Linked DNA regions of Zea mays: region 2 is linked to region 1. Evidence: chromatin contacts called from public Hi-C data. All regions are on one chromosome and are shown on one strand. Each heading gives the region's core, a stretch centred on a gene start, on an enhancer-like site or on the middle of the called end of the contact. The rest is flanking DNA. Distances are from core to core; before and after follow the strand shown.

Region 1 (3,767 bases), core at 402-2,901:
TTAGTGTACATGCTTGTCTCAAGCCGGAAGTGGAGAATGTTTGCTCCCCCGGCTTTGCTTTGCTTTGCTTTGCTTCAGGGGTATGAGCCCAGGGAATGTGAAGATAACATTGGCCAAAAAGGTGTGTGGCATTTTGCCTTTAGCTTCCCTTTTGGAAAAGAGAGAGCGCCGATCTTTCCTATTTTGCCTAATTGGACTCTCTGGAATGTGCGGACTTTCGCTTCACATGGACTATGCAAAGATATTTCCTTTTTTCTGTTTCAGAAAACGAGAATTAAGCATTCAAGGAAAAAGGGCATCTCTTGTTTTGGTTTGGATTAAGGAATTAGTGTAGCTCTTGCTCATAAATTGAGATTTTGCAGCCTTTAAGGTTTTATTGCAATATTTTCTATATTATCAGCAAAACACATCGACGACCTTCATATGTATAAAAAAATATCATTTGTTTTTTTGCTTGAAAAACCATGGTGGGAAATCAGCATGGAGAAAAGGGCCTAAAAAAAAAGGTGACATGGAGATGGAGAAAAGGCATGCATAGCAAGAAAAAAAAAACTTTAACAGCCCTCTTCAGCACATCACAATAATAATCATTGCGGCCTGTCATGAAAAGTCATCCCTTTTCAATTTCCAGTGGCCTGATGAGCGTGCCATGCCCATGCAGCGACGGCGTCACTCACAAGTGGAGCATGCCGTTATAACTGCCGCGGTAAAGTAGTTCCCTGTTCTGTTCTTACTCACCCGCCATTTTGCTCCGGCGCGGCGGCCACCACCTTGTAGTACATGAGCCAGTCCTTGTAACGCCTGGCCGCGCGCCGCGCCGCGTCCTCTTCGCCGGCGCCGCCGGCCCTGGCGAGCACGCCGTCGTCGAACAGCCCCTCCCAGAGCGCGCGTGGCGCGAGCCCGGCGCGGCGGGCGCCGTCCTCGCGGCCAGCGGCCACCGCGGCTGGGCACACGGCGACGGCCTGCAGGAGGTCCATGGACATCTGCCACGCGTCCCCCTGGGCGCACCGCACGAGCGCGAGGTAGAAGTAGGCGCACGCGGCGACGCGGCGGTTGTCCAGCCCCGCCGTCTCGCCGTGCTCCGGCAGCAGCGCGGGGGCCTGCAGCGCCTCCTCGACGCCCGCCAGGCAGACGGCCGCCGCGCCGTCGACGGGGGACGGGAGGAGCGCGTCGATGGAGCCGTGGAGCGCGGCGAGGACGGCGTCGTCTTCGTTCTCCTCCTCCTCCTGCGCTCCGGAGAGGTTTTTACGACAATGGTGCCGCCGTGGGGGCGTGAGCAGAGCGAGACAGCGGCGGCGCGTGGCGTGGAGCGCGGCGGGGTCGGCGAGGAGCGCGCGCAGGTGGTGGTGGAGGAAGGCGATGAGGGAGTCCATGCAAGTGCGCGGCAGCACCGCCGCTGGCGCCGTCGGCATTGTGTCGCCGCAATGCCGGTGCTTAGAAGCAAGCTCTTTCGTCGTCACCAATCACCACCACCAGGAACAGGAGGATGTGGTGCCGTGGGTGAAGCCTGGTTGCAGTGGCTCATGCCAATCTTGGTCTGGTATGGGGAGCGACTGGTCCCTGTCCGTCCTCTCTTGACTTCATGGAGCAAGCTAGTAGTAGAGAGAGATAGAGAGAGATTTGGGAGGTTATACATCTTCCCGTCCGTGAGGCGTGAGTAGGGATGGCAACGGGGAATTCCCCGTCGGGTTTTAGCTCCCCAAACCCGTCCCCGCGACGAAAAAATTTCCCCATGGGGATCCCCACGAATGCTTGCGGGGGACATTTCTTCCCCATCCCCGTTCCCCGCGGGGATAAATCCCCGTCGGGTATCCCCATCCCCATTTAAATTATAATTAAATCATACTTCATTTATTATTAATGTAAAACATTGTCACTTATACACATTGTTAGATGTAAAAATCATTATGTATGCATTAAAATCAATGTATTTGTACAATGAGTGATCTCCTGACAAGGTAATTCTGTATTTTTATCATTAACTATTACATGAAAACATTGTCACATGTAAGTTTAACGGGTCCCCGCAGGGAACGGGGATGGGGAATGCTTCCCCATCCCCGTCCCCGTTTACCCGTCGGGGGAGAATTTTCCCCCATTTACATCCCCGTGGGGGAAGGAACTCCCCCGTCCCCATCCCCTAATAGAGGAATTCTCCGCGGGGAATCGGGGATCGGGTCCCCATTGCCATCTCTAGGCGTGAGTGTCTGAGCGTTGTGAAGGCATTAATAATAATACTACTAAATCTAAGGCATTCAATGAGAAGTGGGGGTTTATTACTTCCCTCAGCCCGAGACAAAAGTTGTGGGAGAAAAATGTAGGAACATAAAAGCCATATGTCTTCCGTTTATGGTCCTGTTGACACAACTCTTGCTCATTAGAAAAACAGCTTATCTGAAAAATCAATAAAAATCAGTTTCTCTTTATTGACTGCTTTTAGTTTATTCTGCAGCTGAAATGATAAGCCGCCGCCTGCTGCAAAAACTACTTGTTTGATATATCTTCTGCTTAAACCTTTGAAGAGAAAATAAATTATGCCAAACATAGCCATATGCACGGGACAAGCGATTGTTATTACAAATGTTTTCTTAGACTAAATGTGTGTTTGAATGCACTAGAGCTAATAATTAGCAGCTAAATCAAACAGCTAGTTTAACCATTAACTACTTTCAGCAAATTAGCTAACAGTTAGCTAGCTAATTTCACTAGCAATTTTTTAGTCAACCAACTATTAACTCTAGTGCATTCAAACACCCCTAAAACTACAGTTTTAGTTTGGTGTAATTTTTTTTAAGAATAAAAAAACATGTTAGACAAAATCATGAACCCCACAAAAAAATTATCTATATATGTTTGGTATAGAGGCAATTTTAAAATGGTTAGGCACTACACAATTTCTTATATGCTCAACAGAATGGCATAACTGAGCGTTGGAACAGACTATCATATCTAAGGCACATTGCATGTTGTCTACTTCAGGTTTCAATATGTGCGTTTTATGATGAATCTGCTTCTACTTTTTGCTACCTTATTAATTAGTCACCCTGTATTACCATTGGTAAGAAAACTTTAATTGAGATATGCTCAGGTTCTCTATCGGATTATTAACAATTGAGAGTTTTTGGTTGTATTACTTATGCTCATGTTGATAATGGTAAATTAGAGACTAGAGTGATGTCTTTAACCTGATGTTAATGGTTATAAATTATGAAATTACCAAACTTTCAAGTTTGTGCTTAGTAGGAGCGTTATCTTTAATGGATACGCTATGCTTCGTGACAATCTGTTGTGAGTGTGAGAGAGAAAAGTATGCAAGTGGAGCAATTAATTAATGTACTAGATATTGACAATATTGTTGTTCAAGATGCACCTATTGCTGAAAATTTTCCCATTATTGATGAGTCTTCTATTGTTGAACATTCTTTCCTAGTTGTGCAATCTCCATAATATTCTATTATTGTTGATAGAGTCGTAAGATAGCCCAACTAGTTAAAAGTTTAGTTGAAGAATGAAATGTTGTTGATGCTATGTGTTGTAGAAGAGATTGAATGTAATTTAGAACCTTCTAATTATTCTGAAGCTATTACTTTTGTTGATTGCAACAATTGGATAACCACTTTGTAAGATGAGATGGGTCACTTCAAAAAATGGTACTTGCAATTTAGTAAAATTACCTAAAGATAAAAATTCTATCAATTGGGAATTTATTGTCAAAAGAAAGGAAGACATTTCTCCTAGTGAGCTAGTAATGTATAAATCAAGGTTGG
Region 2 (3,767 bases), core at 378-2,877, 190 kb before region 1:
TCATGGACGCACGCGGGGAACCATCATTACTTGTTACCAGAGTAACCTTAGATGGGACACCGGTCTTGTTCCTTCATAGCCTGAGGCAGCTAGCTAGGGGTAGGGTAATGATGTATCCCCTGTAGCATAGTCGGTCCGAGGCCCAGGTCGGGCGAGGCGGAGACTTCTCCTGAGGCTGAGGTTGGGCTCGGGCGAGGTTGTGACTCCTCCCGAGCCCGAGGCTGAGGCCGAGGCCTGGGGTCAGGCGAGGCGGAGATCTTCTTCCGAGGCCGAGGCCTGAGATCGGGCGAGGCGGAGCTCCCTGTTGTGCCCGAGGCCAAACTCGTGGAAGATCGTGACTCCGTTTTATCCTGGTGGTTGGCACAGTAGCCGGAGCGGGGCGAACAACGCTGTTTTCCTGTCAGATCGGTCAGTAAAGGGTCGAAGTGACTGCGGTCACTTCGACCTTGCCGACTGAGGCACGCGTGTCGGGATAAGGTGTCAGGCGATCCCCGCATTAAATGCGCATGCGATACGGTCGGCTGGTAAGGCGATTTGGCCAAGGTCGCTGCACGACAAAGTCTGTCGAAGCTAGGCTTCAGGCGAGCCGAGGGTGCGCTAGCTCATCGCCTGAGGGGACCCTCGGGCGAGGCGTGAATCCGTCCGGGACTACTGTTCCCGCCCGAGGCCGAGGCTGGGCTCGGATGAGGTCGCGTCCCTCGGTAAATGTGACCTTGACTTGAACCGTGCTTTATCAGCCGTGTATGGTTTATTCTGAAGATGTTTTTCGGCCGCGTTTAGGAGTATTAGGGGTACCCCTAATTACGGTACCCGACAATGATTTCTATAGTTAATTATCTTTTATATGTCATCGTCATAATGTTAATTTATGGAATTAAAATGATATGGAAAATGCCTATAATTCTAGCATATTGTCATGAGATTTTTATGGTGACCAGAATGGTACCCCATCGTACGTATATATACCAACACGAGCATACAATGGAATTCCTGATGAACTGTGCAGGAACCCGATCATTTGCTACAGAAAGTAAAGGAAATTCCTTCTGAAATTGGCCCCGATCGAAGATAGCCAATGGTTAATAATCGGCTGGCCATCTTCTTCGGATAATCAGGTGTACACGTACGTACGTACTACTAGGTACAGTATCTTCGTCGTGGTGTGATCTTGGCGATCGAACAGGGGCAGCTAGTGCATGCTGCATGCATCAGTCGTCCTGCAGAATCCTCCGCTTGAGCATCTCGGCGCGCAGGTCGGCGGCGTCCACCTCCTTCGTGCCGGTGACCGGACGGTAGTATCCGGTCTCGGGGTCAGGTTCCCAGAACGCCGTCTTCTCCTCCGTCGTGGTGGCCATGGCGCTGGCGATGTCCTTGGCCACCGTGCCCAGCTTCACCGCCTTCTCCTCCACCTTCTTCACGGACTCCGCCGCCACCGTCATCGCTGCGGAGAGCCCCCTCCTGGATACATAGCTGGACGCGGCACGCGCCATCCGGTCGTGATGCTGACGACGTACGACTTGATCGGTTCCCTGTTCTCGATCGGTGCCCGACGGACTGCACGTCTCGCCTTCTTCTCCTCTCGACCTTCTAGGAGAAATGAAGGCCCACGACGACGACCCAAGAGCACACGCTAATACTATAATACTCTTACTATATATATATAGAAGCAACAAAAAAAAAAGGGGATAGAACCTAATAATGAGCAATGGCAATGGGAGGTTGTCAGAACTTGCCGGAAGGCACGTTTTGTCACATGCATAGCGGGGTTTCTTCTGTTTTTAGGAAGGAAAGAGCATGATGATGGAACATATCCCTTCACCGCCGTCTACTATTTCGTGGGAATAGGCCTTCTCCTTAGATGGGCCTTCCAGATATCAACGGCCCAAAGAGTTTTTTTATTTCATTTCGTGAAAGCTGAATGATTTAGGGTTTTTTTGTTTGTGTGACAAATTAGGCAGCGAACCAAACAGCTCCTTACTATTTCACTGGTGTGCTCTGCGCTGAGGCAACACCACTGAAATATTATTAGAGAGAATAAAACCCTCAATCGGGAAATCTTGAGACGAGTGAAGCTCGAACCTAGGACCTGTCGTTCTGCCACCGGAGAACGGACCAACCGAGCTAAGGCTCTGTGCTCATCTTATAGGAGAAGTTAGGTCAAAGCAACTCGATTTTTAAGAAACTGGTTTTTATCTCTTATTTAGAAGAGGTCAGTTTTTTAGTTTTTAAGAAACTGTAAATCTAATTTCTATAAACTAAAGCATAAACTATTATATTTAGAACCACCTCAATTTTCATAAACTAGTTTCTTGAAAACCGGACGCTTTCAAACAAGTCCTTAGTTGAACATTTAGCTAGCTAAAAATTGAATCGAGGAGGATACAAACTATCTGTGTTGGGCTTCAGACTCATACATGAGCCACGCTTGTCTTCCGGTCCAGAAAAGTAAGAGAGAGAGAGGTGTTGCAACAAGGGATTGAGGTCCAATGTAGCTGCTATGGTTTACTGCTACTGCCAATTTAATCAGTTCATCCTTTTCAGTCATCCAAACTCCAAAGAGTATCCAACAACCCCAAAGCAATTTCTTTAATCTTCATCTCTCCTTTGGTCCTCCTAACTTGCTCAGCTAGCTAAGCATGGCGTTTGTGGTTAGAGAAGGAACCGATAGTAGAAAAATCTTCGTGCTCGCACCCCTCCTACGCGCCCAGGGAAGAAGCTACGACTGAATCAAACTCTAGTCGATCAGCTTAGAGAGGAGAAGGGAACAAAGCGATCCTCTGCTGATTCATGTTATACAAAAGTTTACCTATATATAATATATAAAAAAGCGTAGCAATATGCGGCCACCTAACTAGTACACATAATATGTTTACTAAGGGAGGGTCAAAAGGGATTTTCAGTGTCGATTAAAACACACTATTATTCTATCGACTATAATGATATTAAGATTATAGTGTCAAGCATTTAAGAGCATCTTCATTAGTTCCCTAAAAAAAATGCTCAGATTTAGCAAGTTGCTAAATATATATTACTTATTACTTGCACCTTTAAATTTGGTTTCATTTGTGTAATAAAGTTCAATAATTAGTCTTCTCTGTTGATTACTATTTTCATTTAGCATGAATCACGGTCGCTCATTTTTATTTAATTTTTTGGATGTCATCTTTAGACTTGTCAAACAGGGATGATGAATTTATCATTTCCGTAGCTCAAATTATTCAAAGTACATTACTTGTACCGAGCGCGAACTCGATGGTAGATATATGATTTTATAGTGCGATTGACACATGAAATGAGTTACTGGGCGTGCCAAACACATTCCTAAATCTGTGGACTAAATAAGGATATTAAAAATTAGTATATTTGTGGACCTCATTTAAGAAACTATTGGAGCATGTTCTCTGATTAATAACACTCTAAATTAAATTTATGGACTTTTACCGGAACTGGTGAAGATGCTCTAATCATTCATAAAAAGTATTCTTAGGGATGGTTTTGTTAATATCTATGCAGTCAAAAATGATATTTTCAGGGGGGCGGTTGCAACAAGAGAACCGTCCTTAAAAATCAAAATTTCAGCGGCGGTTTCGTACGCCAATTGCCTCTTTAAACTAATTTTGCAGTGGTAGTTGTTGCATCGCAACCATCCTTAAAATTTGTTTTCTAACAACTCTAGCAATACAACCACTTTTGAAGGCATATTTTAAAGAGTTGTTGGATTAAACAAACCAACCCTAAAAATATATTTACCTGTGTGGTTATGGTAA

The links. Hi-C and Micro-C count contacts between places; a contact is called where the count stands out from the background.
Region 2: a contact with region 1 is called in a Hi-C map of leaf, with 4 times the contacts expected there. The contact joins the promoter of LOC103630228 here to the promoter of LOC103630225 in region 1. A contact is called at or near these places in 3 of 25 Hi-C or Micro-C datasets (ear, leaf and tassel).

What each region holds. Positions count from the first base shown.
Region 1 is chr6:149,222,847-149,226,613 of Zm-B73-REFERENCE-NAM-5.0, reverse strand. It overlaps LOC103630225 (putative E3 ubiquitin-protein ligase LIN-1), which reads right to left and starts at 1,651. Exons shown (of 17, transcript XM_008651295.4): 1 at 739-1,651. The coding sequence starts at 1,412. It overlaps LOC103630224 (a long non-coding RNA gene), which reads left to right. Exons shown (of 4, transcript XR_002262876.3): 4 at 1-407.
Region 2 is chr6:149,410,387-149,414,153 of Zm-B73-REFERENCE-NAM-5.0, reverse strand. LOC103630228 (protein SENESCENCE-ASSOCIATED GENE 21, mitochondrial) reads right to left here and starts at 1,627. Exons shown (of 1, transcript XM_008651300.4): 1 at 923-1,627. The coding sequence starts at 1,490. The coding sequence ends at 1,209.